Linked DNA regions of Mus musculus: region 1 is linked to region 2. A link is a contact called in public Micro-C data. All regions are on one chromosome and are shown on one strand. Each heading gives the region's core, a stretch centred on a gene start, on an enhancer-like site or on the middle of the called end of the contact. The rest is flanking DNA. Distances are from core to core; before and after follow the strand shown.

What was found. Hi-C and Micro-C count contacts between places; a contact is called where the count stands out from the background.
Region 1: a contact with region 2 is called in a Micro-C map of embryonic stem cells, with 2.7 times the contacts expected there. The contact joins two enhancer-like sites. A contact is called at or near these places in 5 of 15 datasets of contacts at CTCF or cohesin (CD8 T cells, the NIH/3T3 cell line, embryonic stem cells and 2 more), 50 of 484 Hi-C or Micro-C datasets (the AML12 cell line, B cells, the Ba/F3 cell line and 28 more), 5 of 115 datasets of contacts at active chromatin or transcription factors (effector CD8 T cells and embryonic stem cells) and 1 of 9 other capture datasets (embryonic stem cells).

The regions. Positions count from the first base shown.
Region 1 is chr11:51,783,829-51,787,761 of GRCm38.p6, reverse strand. All of the region lies in intron 4 of Sar1b (secretion associated Ras related GTPase 1B), which reads right to left. Among named protein-coding and RNA genes, the nearest start is that of Sar1b, 22 kb to the right of the region's middle. Within about 2 kb of position 1,896, at least 6 of the 459 cell types and tissues checked have an H3K27ac peak or open chromatin away from gene starts, as enhancers often do. A contact at or near this core is called in embryonic stem cells, where this site is marked.
Region 2 is chr11:51,702,568-51,706,460 of GRCm38.p6, reverse strand. It overlaps Sec24a (Sec24 related gene family, member A (S. cerevisiae)), which reads left to right. Exons shown (of 23, transcript NM_175255.3): 19 at 2,048-2,185. Among named protein-coding and RNA genes, the nearest start is that of 0610009B22Rik, 16 kb to the right of the region's middle. Within about 2 kb of position 2,635, at least 31 of the 459 cell types and tissues checked have an H3K27ac peak or open chromatin away from gene starts, as enhancers often do. A contact at or near this core is called in embryonic stem cells, where this site is marked.

The DNA.
Region 1 (3,933 bases), core at 647-3,146, 82 kb before region 2:
TCTGCTTCCACAGGTGCCTGCACACAGGCTGCACACACATGTGTACACTCACAGACACAGTGACTCTCATTATTAAGGTCACTAGAAAACCACTATAAACTCTCATCAACTAATTTAAGCAGTGTGTGTGTGTGTGTGTGTAAGTGCAGTATTTTTTGACATTTCTCATTTCTGAAGTTTAAGTGGTAAGTATGAAATCAACAACAGATGGGTGTTAGTGCCAAGTACAAGCTTGGCAAGTTACAAACTGTTGTATTCAAAACAGGAAACAATTTTTTTTAAAGATTTATTTATTTTTATTATATATAAGTACACTGTAGCTGTCTTCAGACACTCCAGAAGAGGGAGTCAGATCTCATTATGGGTGGTTGTGAGCCACCATGTGGTTGTTGGGGTTTGAACTTCGGACCTTCAGAAGAGCAGTCGGGTGCTCTTACCCACTGAGCCATCTCACCAGCCCCAGAAAACAAATTTAATTAATGAAAATATTCTAAATAGTGCCACCAGCTAGGGACAAAATGGTCAACATATAGCCTTGTAAGAACATTTCTTCCTCAACTCTGAGAGCATTCAAATGGAGGCTGGAGCCATGGCTCCGTGCTTAAGTTGGATGCTCCTCCCTCCAGAGGACCAAGGCTTTGTCCCAGCACCCACTAGCTTTTCACAATCATCTCTAACTCTAGTCCCAGGGAATCCGATGCCCTCTTCTGACCCTGAGGGCACCAGGCACACGAGGTACACAGACAAGCATGTGTGAAAAATACTCAAGTAAGTAAATCTAAACAAAAAGCATTTTCTTTCAGTAGTAGAGAAACATTTCTCCACTGTCTTCAAGCTTACCTTGTTTCTCATGACAAATGTGCTGCTTCTCTGCTTTGATTTCTTATTTCTGTGTGTGAGAGTGGGGGGAAGCACGTGTGGAAGTCAGAAAACAAATGTTGGGCGTCTGCTCTCTCCTTATACTCAACTCGGCAGCAAGCGCCCACGGCTACTGAGCCACCTCCTGGCCTGATATGCTTTCCTCTCTCTTAGCTGCGATCTCTGCGGGCCCCATGTCTTTCTGCTTCCCTCCTCTAGGTGTTCTTCTCAGTTAATGGCCCGAGCACTTTCATTTCTGGGGCTTTAGTGTTGTTTGCATCACATTGTGCTTGGTATTCATCGAGCTCTTTGCATTTGAGAGGTGACAGTTTTCTTGGATTTATTGCACTTTTTATGCATAAGTGCTTGCCTGCATACGTGTCTATGCAGCGCATATGTGCCTGGGAGCCAAGAAGAACAAAAGGAGCTGGATTCCCTGGAACTGGAGCTATGGGTGGCTGTGAATCTCCATGTGGTTGCTAAGACTTGAACCTAGGTCCTCTGCAAGAGCAACAAGCATTCTCAACCACTAAGCCGTCTCTCCAGCCCTAAGTTTCCATTTTCATCAGAGTGGAAAAACTGGGATCTGATATCTCACTTATTTTTTTCTATCCCTTTCCTGGGGAATTCCTGGTACACATGCATTTTACCCCAGCTTTTTAAATGTTTTTATTTTATGTGTATGAGTTGTGCTGGTATGTATGTGTGTCTGTCCACGTGCATGCAGTCCCCACAGAGGCCAGCAGAGGGCATCAGATCCCCTGGAACTGGAGTTACAGAAGGTTGGGAGGCATCACGTAAGTGAGAGAATTAAAGCCGGTCAGTGCATTCAGTGCTCTTAACCACTCTGCCCGCTCTCCAGCCCATTCTTCAGGTTCTTAAAATGTAGGTCAAGAAAAATCTGATAACAGTCAAAGGTTTCTGAATGTTCAAGAACAAAAACAAACTAAAAAACCGGAGCGCCTTGATTCTGGTGTGTCTCCGGCACTGCTGGCTCACGTGCGTCTGTTGCAGCACTTGGCTTCCCCGCAGTCTTGGTGCAACCACATGAACATGTACTGGGCACATCACACCACACAGCTCCAAGCAACACTGCTTCAGATGCCCTGGCTCGGATTCCCGACTACCATGTGAGGAACTGCAAGGTCTTAGCTGTGCAGACAGTTTTCTGTTCTTCTAGAAACATAACGGGCTGGAGAGGTGGCTCAGTGGTTAAGAGCACTGGCTGCTCTTCCAGGGAACCTGGATTGACTCAGTTTCCAGCACCCACACGGCAGTTCACAACTGTGTGTAATTCCAGTTCCAGAGGATCTGACACCCTCACATAGACATACATGTAGCCAAAATACTAATGCACATGAAATAAATTTATAAAAAAAGAAAGAAAGATATGGTTTAATTTCAGAAAGCAAAGACTTTCAATATTTTCCTACCACCGTTTCTCAGAATGTAAGTATCAAACTAATATAGCTCTGCATTGTACTGTTTTTGAATGACTTATTTTAAAAACTGTTGCTTAGGGCTGGCGAGATGGCTCAACGGGTAAAAGCACTGACTGCTCTTCTGAAGGTCCCGAGTTCAAATCCCAGCAACCACATGGTGGCTCACAACCACCCATAATGAGATCTGATGCCTTCTTCTGGTGTGTCTGAAGACAGCTACAGGGTGCTTACATATAATAAATAAATAAATCCAAAACAAAAAAACAAAAAACAAAAAAACCCTTTTACTTAAGTTGCTGATTGCGGTTGCATAAAAAGAGGGTAAAAATCATTAAATCATTAAACACCCAAACATATAAAAGTAAATAAATCTTAAAAAGAGAAAGAAAGAGCCAGGCCTGGCGTGGGTCTTGAGTTTGAGGCCAGTCTGATCTAGAGAGCGAGTTTCAGGACAGCCAAGGCTACACAGAGAAACCTTGTCTCAGAAAAAAAAGGGAATTTGAAAAATGTTACAGATTCTGTCTCACAGTAAAAATATTCAGCTATCATTTAATTCTTTATGTAAAAACAAGCAAATATAGCCATCTTATTAGTATGCAAATTTGCCTTAATCTTTAATAAGTGGTAAAATTATATGTATATATGTATCAAAGACTTTTTACAAATAATTCTTTGATTTTTTATTAAAAATTAATTAACTAAAGTCTATAAAAAAATCATGAAGGTAAAGCCGGGCGTGGTGGCACACGCCTTTAATCCCAGCACTCGGGAGGCAGAGGCAGGCGGATTTCTGAGTTCGAGGCCAGCCTGGTCTACAGTGTGAGTTCCAGGACAGCCAGGGCTACACAGAGAAACCCTGTCTCGAAAAACCAAAAAAAAAAAAAAAAAAAAATCAGGAAGGTAATTTTTTTTCTTGAGACAGGGTTTTGGAACAGGGACATCCTTGGCTGTCCTAGAACTCACTCTATAGAACAGGCTGCCCTCTGCCTCCTGAGTGCTAGGATTAAAGGTGGGCACCATCACCACAGGCTCAATTTTTATTCTTAAAAAATAAATTTTATTATTTTATGTGCATGCGTGTATTGCCTGCATGTATGTATGTATGTATGTATGTATGTATGTATGTATGTGTACTGTGTGTACCTGGTTCCTGTGGAAGTCAGAAGACACCAGAGCCCTTAGAACTGGAGCTAAAGACAGTTGTCAATTAGCCATGTGGGCCTCTGGAAGAATAACAAGTGCTCTTAACTCTCCAGCCTGAGAAAACAATTTTTAGACTACTCTGATGAGAAGTAACTAATGACTTGAGCTTTATGGCCTAGCTGAAAAATATTGTAGAGATGAAATTTCAAGCAAACTCCATTTGATTCTATATTTTATCTATGTATATTATTAGTAGTAGTATTACTAATGATGTACCTGTGAGTACAAGTGTGTGCGTGCAGAGCAACTTGTGGAGTTTAGAGGATAGCCCGTGAAGTCTGCTCTCTCCTTTCGCTGTGAATGCTGGAATTGAACTTGGTTTTCAGGTTTGCAAGGGAAGCACTCTGACCCACCAAGCCATCCTCCCAGCTCTAGATTCTAATTCTCTAATCTTTATACCCCAGAGATTAACACATGTGTCTTAAATGTG
Region 2 (3,893 bases), core at 1,386-3,885:
CTGGTCTACAAAGTGAGTTCCAGGAGAGCCAGGGCTACACAGAGAAACCCTGTCTCGAAGGAAAAAAAAAAAAAAAAAGGCCTTTTTTAATGGTCTGCCTTCCTTGATATCTTTCCCTCCCGCCCCCCCCACACACACACTCTCAAAGTTAGACATACAGCACTGTCATCCCTTCCCATCATGCAGCACTGCGACACCTTCGTTCCTCTTGCCTCCTACATTTTTTCTATGTCAGTTATCACTGACCACAGTTTGCTGATTTATTATTTTTCCTTTTTTTGTTGTTGAGACAAGGTCTTACCGTGTAACCCTCATTGTAGAACTCACTTTGTAGACCAGGCTGATCTTGAACTCACAGAGATCCACCTACCTCTAAATCTTGAGTGTATTTTTATATTCACCTTTATTTCTCCTTTTTCAGGAAGTAAACCATGAATACAAAAGTTTTTGTCTTTTTTTTTTTTTTTTTTTGGTTTTGGTTTTTTGAGACAGAGTTTCTATGTGTAGCCCTGGCTGTCCTGGGACTCACTTTGTAGACCAGTCTGGCCTCGAACTCAGAAATCCGCCTGCCTCTGCCTCCCGAGTGCTGGGAAGGTTTTGTCTTTTTTTATTCATTATTTAATCACAGCACCTAGTATGTAATAACAGTAAGTGAAAAAGATGTAAGTGCATTATTTCACCTATAAGATATAGTGATTGCCGGGCGTGGTAGCCGCACGCCTTTAATCCCAGCACTAAGGAGGCAGAGGCAGGTGGATTTCTGAGTTCGAGGCCAGCCTAGTCTACAGAGTGAGTTCCAGGACAGCCAGGGATACACAGAGAAACCCTGTCTTGGAAAAAAAGTGCAGTGATTATTTTTTTTATACTTTGTTTTAAATTTACTTTACTTTCTGTGTCTGTGTGTTTTGCTTGCAAGTGTGCCTAGTGCTTGTGGAGGCCAGAAAACATCAGATCTTCTGGGACTGGAGTTACAGATGGTTGTAAGCCACTATGTGGGTGTTGGGAACTGAATTTGGGTCTTCTGCAAGACCAACCAGTGCTCTGGATCACTGAGCTATCTCTCCAGGCCCTATTTATTTAATACTAACAGGTGAAATAATTCACTAAAATTTTTCTCGTGGTATGCCAAAAAGCCTCTGTGCGATGAGCTAGACCACCAGCTTTCGACACATGCTGAGTGCTTACAGTGTGCTGCATGTTGTAGGGGGATGGGAGAGACATCATTGAACAAAATTGCCCAGACTCTTTCCAGGGCAGCCTTGTTCTAGGGGAGCCTCACAAGTTAGTGACCTGGGCATAAAAGCTGGTCTGGGTTCTTTGGCAAAGTCACCATAGAGGAGCACCTGGCATAGAGCCATCAGTGAGTGACATGTGACAGACTGAGGCTCTGCTGTTATTAAACACTCTTGCTTCCTGCAGATGCCTCAGTTTACCTGAACCTGCCTGGAGAAGGCGTTCTAGTCACATTCAGTCTGTGAATATTCATTGTTCTCTGCCTCTTGTATTCCTCTCCACCAACTGAGACACTAGCCCTCACCTCACAGCTCCGCCAGCCTGAGTGCAGCTACTACAGCACTAAAACTGTCCCAGCCTCAGCTCTGCTCTGCCACTGTCCTCATGTGTGGTACCACCCTGCTTCAGAGGCCGTGGGATCTGCTGTATTGAGTTTTAATGTCTCTCGTTGTGGAAGAAACAATTACCATCCAGCAGACGTGGCACACTTGCTGGGGTCTTCTTGCTATGCCATGTGTACCTTTATCTTGTCGCCAGGGTACCATCCTTCCCAGGCTTCTCAGCTCCATCACAGTCACTGCAGTTAGGCCTAGCCTAGCAGTGAGGAAACAGACACCAGGAGATCGGGTGACTTAGCAATGGTCAGGTATTGACTAGTTGAGACTTCCAGATGAGGCTACAGGGTAATGACTTCTTCAAAGATAAAATAATTTATGATAAATTTGCTAATTCTGTCTAATGATAATCTTTTAGCAATTGACATTTACAAAACTCTTTTTCTAATGTTGGGAGGCGGGGTGTTGTTTTATTGCAGAAATCTTTCCAGACTGGGACAAGTATACGTCTAGATGAACGAATTTTTGCCATGTGTCAAGTGAAAAGCCAGCCATTGGTTCACCTCATGCTCACAACACATCCCAGTTTGTACAGAGTTGACAACCTCTCAGATGAGGTAAGACCAACTCCCTGTTCTGTGGCTTCTTCCGAAAAACGTGAAGCCTGATTATATTCTGTACAGAAATGAGTTTGTTACCTAAATCCTTGTTTGTTTTTTCCTAGGTAAATGTACAGAAACTTTGATAGTTAGGGACATTCCTGAAAATATTAACTTTAAGTTTTCTAAGACATACTCTCTTTTTTTCTAATTTGAGATTTAAAGATACAGATATAGTATACAAGGTGTCTCAGAGTGTCTATTGCTGTGAGAAAACACCATGACCAAAGTCAACTTGGAAGAAAGGGCTTCTTTTAGCATAGAGTTCATCATCAAAGAAGTTAGGGCAGGAACGCAGGGCAGCAGCTGATGGAAAAGCCATGGAGGGTGCTGTGTACAGGTTTCTCTATGGCTTACTCAGTCAGGCTTCTTACACAGCCAAGACCACCAGACCATAGGGGGCGCTGTTGCGGGAAATATTTAAAAAGAACCACCAAGCTCCTGCACTTCATCCGCCCACTCTCCAGCAGGACCAGAGCTCCTGTGTTCCCTTCTCTTGGCTGCCATGCCAGCCACACGCAACGCACCGCAACGACCATCCACCCAGCAGTCAGCACCTCAACACCCAGCAACCCAGTAGAAACAAAACTCTAGAAGCTTATAATTAACAAGTCAGATTTAGAGGGCTGGAGAGATGGCTCAGCAGTTAAGAGCACTGACTGCGCTTCCAAAGCTCCCCAGTTCAAGTCCCAGCAACCACATGATGACTCACAATCATCTGTGATGAAATCTGATGCCCTCTTCTGGGGTGTCTGAAGACAGCTACAGCCAGCGTACTTTACATAATAAAGAAAGAAATCTGGGCCAGAGCAAGCAAGACTGGAGAGAGAAGAAAAAGTGTCTGAAGACAGCTACAGTGTACTTACATATATCTGACCTTTTTTAAAAGATTTATTTATTATTTATATCAATAAATTCTCAATTCACAAGATGCCTACACAATAATTTCAGGGCCAAATGATAATGATACAAGCTGCCCACCTAGATCAGACAAGTTATCCCAATTATTCTATCCCTATATGATGTTTATAACTACCTGTGGCTACTTAAAACCAATCCCACCCCCGTGGGATCAGGATCTTCCTGTTCATCTGCTCTCTGTCCCTGCAACTCTTTGTTCTGCCTCCCTTTTCCCTGTCCAATCACAAGCTTCCTGCTGCACTAATATTCTAATGTAATTGGACAGGAAAAATTCTACCCCCGGGCACTGCCCACAACGGGCTCTTCTCACATTACTCACTAATTGAGGGAAATGCCAATCTGGTGGGAGCATTTTCTCAGTTAAAGTTTTCTCTTCTCAGGTGACTCTAGCTTGTGCCAAGTGGACATAAGATAGCCAGCACAGAAGGCTCTTACCAGTTGTTCCTAATGTTTAACTTTATAGTTTCCTGGGCTATACCTAAATGGCTTATTCCTATAGTTCAAACAACTTTGGCTAAAACAAGAGGATCACTTGAGCTCATGAGTTTGAAATCAGTCCCTGCCTCAGAAACAAAATTCAAAAACTCTAAGAAGAGGAAGAGGAAGAAGAAAAGGAGGAAGAAGAGGAGGAAGAAGAGGAGGAAGAAGAGGAGGAGGAAAGAAAAAAGGAGAGAGACTTGATTAATCTATTATTAGTTGTATTTCACTAATGTCACTTATCTGTTCACTATATATTATATTTTTC